Linked DNA regions of Dromaius novaehollandiae: region 1 is linked to region 2. A link is a contact called in public Hi-C data. All regions are on one chromosome and are shown on one strand. Each heading gives the region's core, a stretch centred on a gene start, on an enhancer-like site or on the middle of the called end of the contact. The rest is flanking DNA. Distances are from core to core; before and after follow the strand shown. Region 1 has its middle 8.1 kb from the start of CACNA2D4. Region 2 overlaps CACNA2D4 (calcium voltage-gated channel auxiliary subunit alpha2delta 4).

What was found. A called contact is a pair of places that touch in the nucleus more often than the background predicts.
Region 1: a contact with region 2 is called in a Hi-C map of ovary, with 4 times the contacts expected there. The contact joins two enhancer-like sites. A contact is called at or near these places in 3 of 4 Hi-C or Micro-C datasets (brain, liver and ovary).

What each region holds. Positions count from the first base shown.
Region 1 is chr1:65,129,642-65,132,341 of bDroNov1.hap1, reverse strand. No RefSeq gene overlaps it. Among named protein-coding and RNA genes, the nearest start is that of CACNA2D4, 8.1 kb to the right of the region's middle. Within about 2 kb of position 1,366, at least 1 of the 2 cell types and tissues checked has open chromatin away from gene starts, as enhancers often do.
Region 2 is chr1:64,992,762-64,995,461 of bDroNov1.hap1, reverse strand. It overlaps CACNA2D4 (calcium voltage-gated channel auxiliary subunit alpha2delta 4), which reads left to right. Exons shown (of 40, transcript XM_064509925.1): 37 at 350-467. Among named protein-coding and RNA genes, the nearest start is that of LRTM2, 27 kb to the left of the region's middle. Within about 2 kb of position 1,446, at least 2 of the 2 cell types and tissues checked have open chromatin away from gene starts, as enhancers often do.

The DNA of each region.
Region 1 (2,700 bases), core at 117-2,616, 140 kb before region 2:
CAGCCTACTATTTGCTGCTGGAGATCGTCCTTGGAGGGAAGGCTGTGGAAGTGAATAACTTCACGTTTTCTGTTTCTGCCTTAAACATGTAGACAAGGAGAAAGCAGCTATTAGTAGACGTGAAGCCAGAGATCAGCAGAGAGAAGAGTCAGCAGAGCTCTGGAAAAACTCTAAGAGACAAGTGAGAGCTTATGGCACTTTAAAGACAGGAAAAAGCTGAATCAAGGACTTGCAGATAAAGACAGCAGAGTTTGGAGGTGCCCCAGCAAAGGATTTGCAAAGTCCTGGGCACTCTTTACATCCCCAGAGGATGCTAGAGGATGAGGAGTGCTAGGCCTTGGGCCTTGTGTACTGACCCTGTATTTCCAGAGCCACAGCCCAAGCTCAGGAATTCATCTCCTAAGTGGTCTCAGTTTGCAGGGTGGAGGCACAAATGTTGTAAGGAAAATTTGTTAGAACATGAGAGCAGGTGAAATGTCCTGGTAGAGGTGGCCCTGTGCCTTGAAGATTGCAAGGGGACAACCATAATGTTGTGTAACAGCATACACTGTAAAACCCAGCTGCTGTGTTTAGTTGCAGATTTCCCTACAGCAGACCTACAGGGGCCCTTCATGGGTAGCTGATACTTAGCTGGATCTTACAGCTGGAAAGTGTGGGGAAATTAGAAAGTATGCTGGAAAGTATGACCTGCCTGTCACAACCAGTAGATGCTGCTGCCCATCTGCCCCCAGTTGGGTGCAGCAGTTATAAATGCTGACCCACATCCAGTGAGAACCAGCGTGTGGACCTGCCCCTTCAAACCAGCATTTTGCCAGCACTCCCAGGGGCCTGGTGCTGCCAGAGCAGCTTTGCTGGCTCCACCCATCATCACCTCTTAGATGGGGTCTTCGTTTCTTGCAAAGTAATGCTTTGAAAATGGGCAAAGACATTACGGTCCAATAGGTTTTTAACTGTTGAGAGTGGAAGCGCTCCATCAAAATTACTGGTGTGCAAGCCACAACATCACATGCATTTCACTGCTGCCTGCTATGACATTTTGGGCCTTACACAGACATAAAGTAGCTTAGTGGCTGTCAGAATGTGATACTGTATGTTAGAGTACAAGGAAAGACAGGTAGTGCTTTTTCTTTCCAGTGGATTTATAGACCTGGCGAGCAGACTAGATCCAGATTTAAACTGCAGCTAGAGAAGAGAACCACTCCAAACTGAAAACACTAATTAACTCCAGCATCACTTGAATGAATTAGGCTAAGGTCAGAGCTACAGCGAATAACCATTGCTAATGAGATTTCAGTGCTGGCCTGCCTGCTTAATGCACATCAGATTTCATGTGAAGGAATCCCTCAGGGCACAACTGCTTGGCTTCTGTCTAAAACTTTAGGTGCCTTTGGCTCAGAAAGATGTTAACTTCAATCTTGGTGCTGTGCTAACTAGAAGGCCGGCAGCCACGATGTGTTTCTTTAGCAAACAGCAGATGATGTTAGACAGAGATCATGACTTGGAATTAAGAATTTTCTTTTTGGTTACATTTGTATGCATACATTTATTTGTTTGTTTATTTATCATTCTGGTAAAATTAAATTCCAGTTTTTGTAAGGGAAAGCAAATGCATTTCTTAGATTTACTTCAAGCATGCTGTAGACATCTCTATCCCTGGTCCATGTAAATGGTTTGCCGGGTCGCTGCTGTCTCTCCCTTCACTGTCACACATGCTACAGATATTAACAACAGCAGGAGGGAGCAGAATAAGTGAGGTTGCTAGATATTGATTTTCTCAGACATGTACTTTGCACACTGTTACACATTCTAGCAGTGAGAGAGATTATTTGCTCTCATTACATATATGCGTAGAGCAGGCTAAATCCTTGTGAGTCACTCTTTCCCCTTGGACTGACGTCCTCATGGGCCAGCACCCATGTGGGGAGGAGACGTCTGCCGATGTGCTGAGATGTTAGCCAGAACAAGGGACTCCTGGCTCAATTGCCCAGGGCCAAAAGGGGTTACACAACCAACATGAACTTCTTGCAAGAAATGCAGTGGTTTGCTTCCTCAGCTAATTTATGCTCCTTGAAGGAAATCAAACAAGGCATTTCATGATTTCCTATACACAACGTGATTTGTATCTTCATCCTTTCAGGGCAGACTCACAGCATTAAAACCTCTGAAGTGGAGGGGAAATCTCTTTGAAAGCTCCTCTTTGAGAGAGCTGCTGTCAAATGTTGAAGGAAGGGAGCGTGCGTGTGCGCTATGAAGGTTGGCAGGTGACTGAGCTAATTATGGACTTGGAGGCAATTTAGGGTGACGGGAAGTGACTTGAACTGTAAGCAGAGGCTACAGGAGACACTGCTGGCGCTGCCTTGCTCGGATGCCTCCCTCGCCCCGAGCTGAAGACAGTCGCCAGTCAGTTCCCAGCCAGTCAGCTGAACAGTCGCAGGTCAGGGAAATACCTTTCATTCACTATGGATTAATTCAGGAGCAAACTGCAGACTAGTTTAAAATGGTGAACTGATGTGGGAAGCCTTGTGGAATCTTCCTTCAGCCTCTCTTCTTTCAAAACTGTCAGCGTATTTTTAATAACAATTGCTGGTTGCCTAAAATCACAAACATGTTTTCATTAATATTCATGAAAGAATGGACTGTTTTATCTACACCTACATCTATGTGTGGTAAATGTATCTAAAGCCCAGCTTTTATCTTTAA
Region 2 (2,700 bases), core at 197-2,696:
CGCAGGGCAAGGGCCAGCCTTACTTGAGGGAGCCGAGTGGGAACTTCAGGAACATTTCTCACATAGATCGGGTTTCCCACACCACCTAGTGGGAGCAGGGATCACTGCAGTGCTGAGTTTCTACAGCATCTTGCCTCTCACCTCTGTCTCCTTTCTCTCTGGTGGGCACCTGCCTTTGGCCACCATCAGAGACAGTGACACAGAGACATCAGAGACACAGGGCTGGATGGGCCTCTGCTCCCACCCAGATGGCCAGTCCTAAATTCTTACATGGTCACCTCCATAAAGACCTCTACCTCATGAGCCTCTAACCTTCATTTCTTATCTTGTCTCCTTTTCACCATCACAGCTCACAAGCATAAGAAGCACGACACCTTGCAGCCCTGTGACACGGAGTACCCTGTCTTCGTGTATGAGCCAGCCATCAAGGAGACAAATGGGCTGATCGAGTGCGGAGATTGCCAAAAGTAAGAATTACGGCTTCCCTTTCATTTTGGGTTTCCACTCCTACCCAGCTCACGTGTGGCACACGCACAGCCGCAGTCACTGAGTGTGCCAACAGAGCTCAATAGCCACACTGGACAACAAGGGGGTGAGACAACCAAATTGAAACTCCTGGATAAAAGAGAAAAAATTTAAACCATCTGTTAACAAGCAGAGCTGGCTGTAGACTAAGGGAGAGCATTAAAAAAAAAAATCATTCCATTCCACAGATTTCAAAAAGAACCATTTTTGTTGTTTTTTTCATGTTTTTGGCAAAAGTTTTCTCTTTAGAGAATTTTCTTTTTTGCATTGCTTTCACCTTTCCTTTTCCTTTTGTATTTTTCCTCTTTTCTATTTTTCTACAGAAAAAAAAGGAGGGAGGGAAAAGAAAAGTGTTAAACCAAAAGAAATCAAAAAACGGATACGCTTTTTTATTTTCCATTTTCATTTTAAGAGAATGAACAGTGAAAAATAACGGAAAAGTCAGTGTGAAGAGAGATCATTTTCAGCCATTATAAAGTGCCTAGCGCCATTAGTGATCATGTGTGGGAAGGTGAAGAAAGGGTGAATTTCCATGGCCAGCTTTTCCCAACATACTCTTACACAAAAATGCACAGAGGAGTCAAAATGGATCTAACTGAAATCCCTCATTAAAAAAAAAAAAAAGAAAAAAAAGCCTAGCCAGTCTGACTTCAGTCTTGGATCGACTACAGGAAAGAATTAAAGGTTAGGAAAACAGCTTGTGCTAGTCTGCATGACTTTATGAAAAACAGGCCTTGCCAAACTGTTTTAGAAAAGATTGCAGATCTGGTTAAAAAAGGTATCGCATAGGTGAAATAAGTTCTGGGCAGACGCTAAGGAGTTAAGTGCCCAAAACAGTTTGTGCATTACACATTAAGCTGTCGCCACATGAATCACCACCACCAAACCAGCCTGAGGCCGACCTCGCCTTGCTGCCGGCCCAAACTGCTGCCTTCTCACAGCTGGAGTCTGGCGTTCTTTGCAGCGCCGTCAACCACTCTCAACAGGAAAGCTGACAGATGTTTCCACCCCAAGATTTTTGTACTTTGGTGGTTACGGTAGTCTCCTGAGTGGTGGGAACGGGGCGGGGGGGGAGGGGGGTTGAATTATCTCAGGGTGACAAGGCCAAAAACCCATGTCTGCTACTTCGTGCCCAGCTTGATTCACTGCCTTACTGTATAAAATTGGAGGGAGGCAGCACCTTCGCTGAGCTCCTTCTTCGGCAGCGACTGAGTCCTGCTTAGCTCCTTCATAGCTGAAGTGTGGAGCTGGATTGCAAGTTCTGGATACTGAGTGCGCCTCTTTTGCCCCTTCATGCAGATGCTCGGGGGGGGGGGGGGGGAGAGTTCAGCCACAGGCTCTGTGTAGCATTTGCCCCAGACCTGCTCAGGCATACAGGCTCTCTGGATCACATTAGCAACCCCAGGCTGTTCCTCATGGCGCAGGAGCCTTCATGCTTCATCCTGGGCATTGACTTCCACCGCACAGGATGAAAGGTTGGCTCAGTCCTGCATATGGGGTGCCTCCATCCTGATCACAGAGTTTGTGCATGGGTTAAAACCTGCCTGTCAAAGCTCGCAAAGTAATCAGCAGTCAGGAATACTCATGAAGTGGTCACACACTGCACTGTGACATTCAACACTTCTGTCGAGGCGCTAAAATTGAATATAAAAAAACATTAGAGACTGGCAGAAGGAGCGGCCAAGTGGTGAATAACCAGGGAAACAGGGCTGTCAGGATGGTTGGCACAGGGGGGCACATCCTCACAAATCTATTTCTACTGCCTGATCCAGAAACCCTCCTCCTTGACTGAGAGAGGGTTAGTGGGAGTGGTAGCACACAGACACGTACAAGGTGGAAACACTGCAGTCCTACCAGCGCAGGCATCCTGAGTGTGCCATCACTGGCAGTCTCTGTGCGCAGATGCACACATGCAGATGTGCAAACACACATTCACAGGCATATGCAGCCTTGTGAGCATACATATCTCACACACACAGAGACACACACACACTCTCTCATATGGAGAACACTGTACACGCAGCTGAAGCACATGCCTGCCCTTACCCTGCTGTGCCCACACAAGCCTTCCTGCCCACACAAGTCCTCCAACTCCTGCACAGCCTGATAGCGGCACTTCCCCATCCTTCCCTCACATGATGCAACCCCTCATGTGCACATGCACGGGCAAACAGC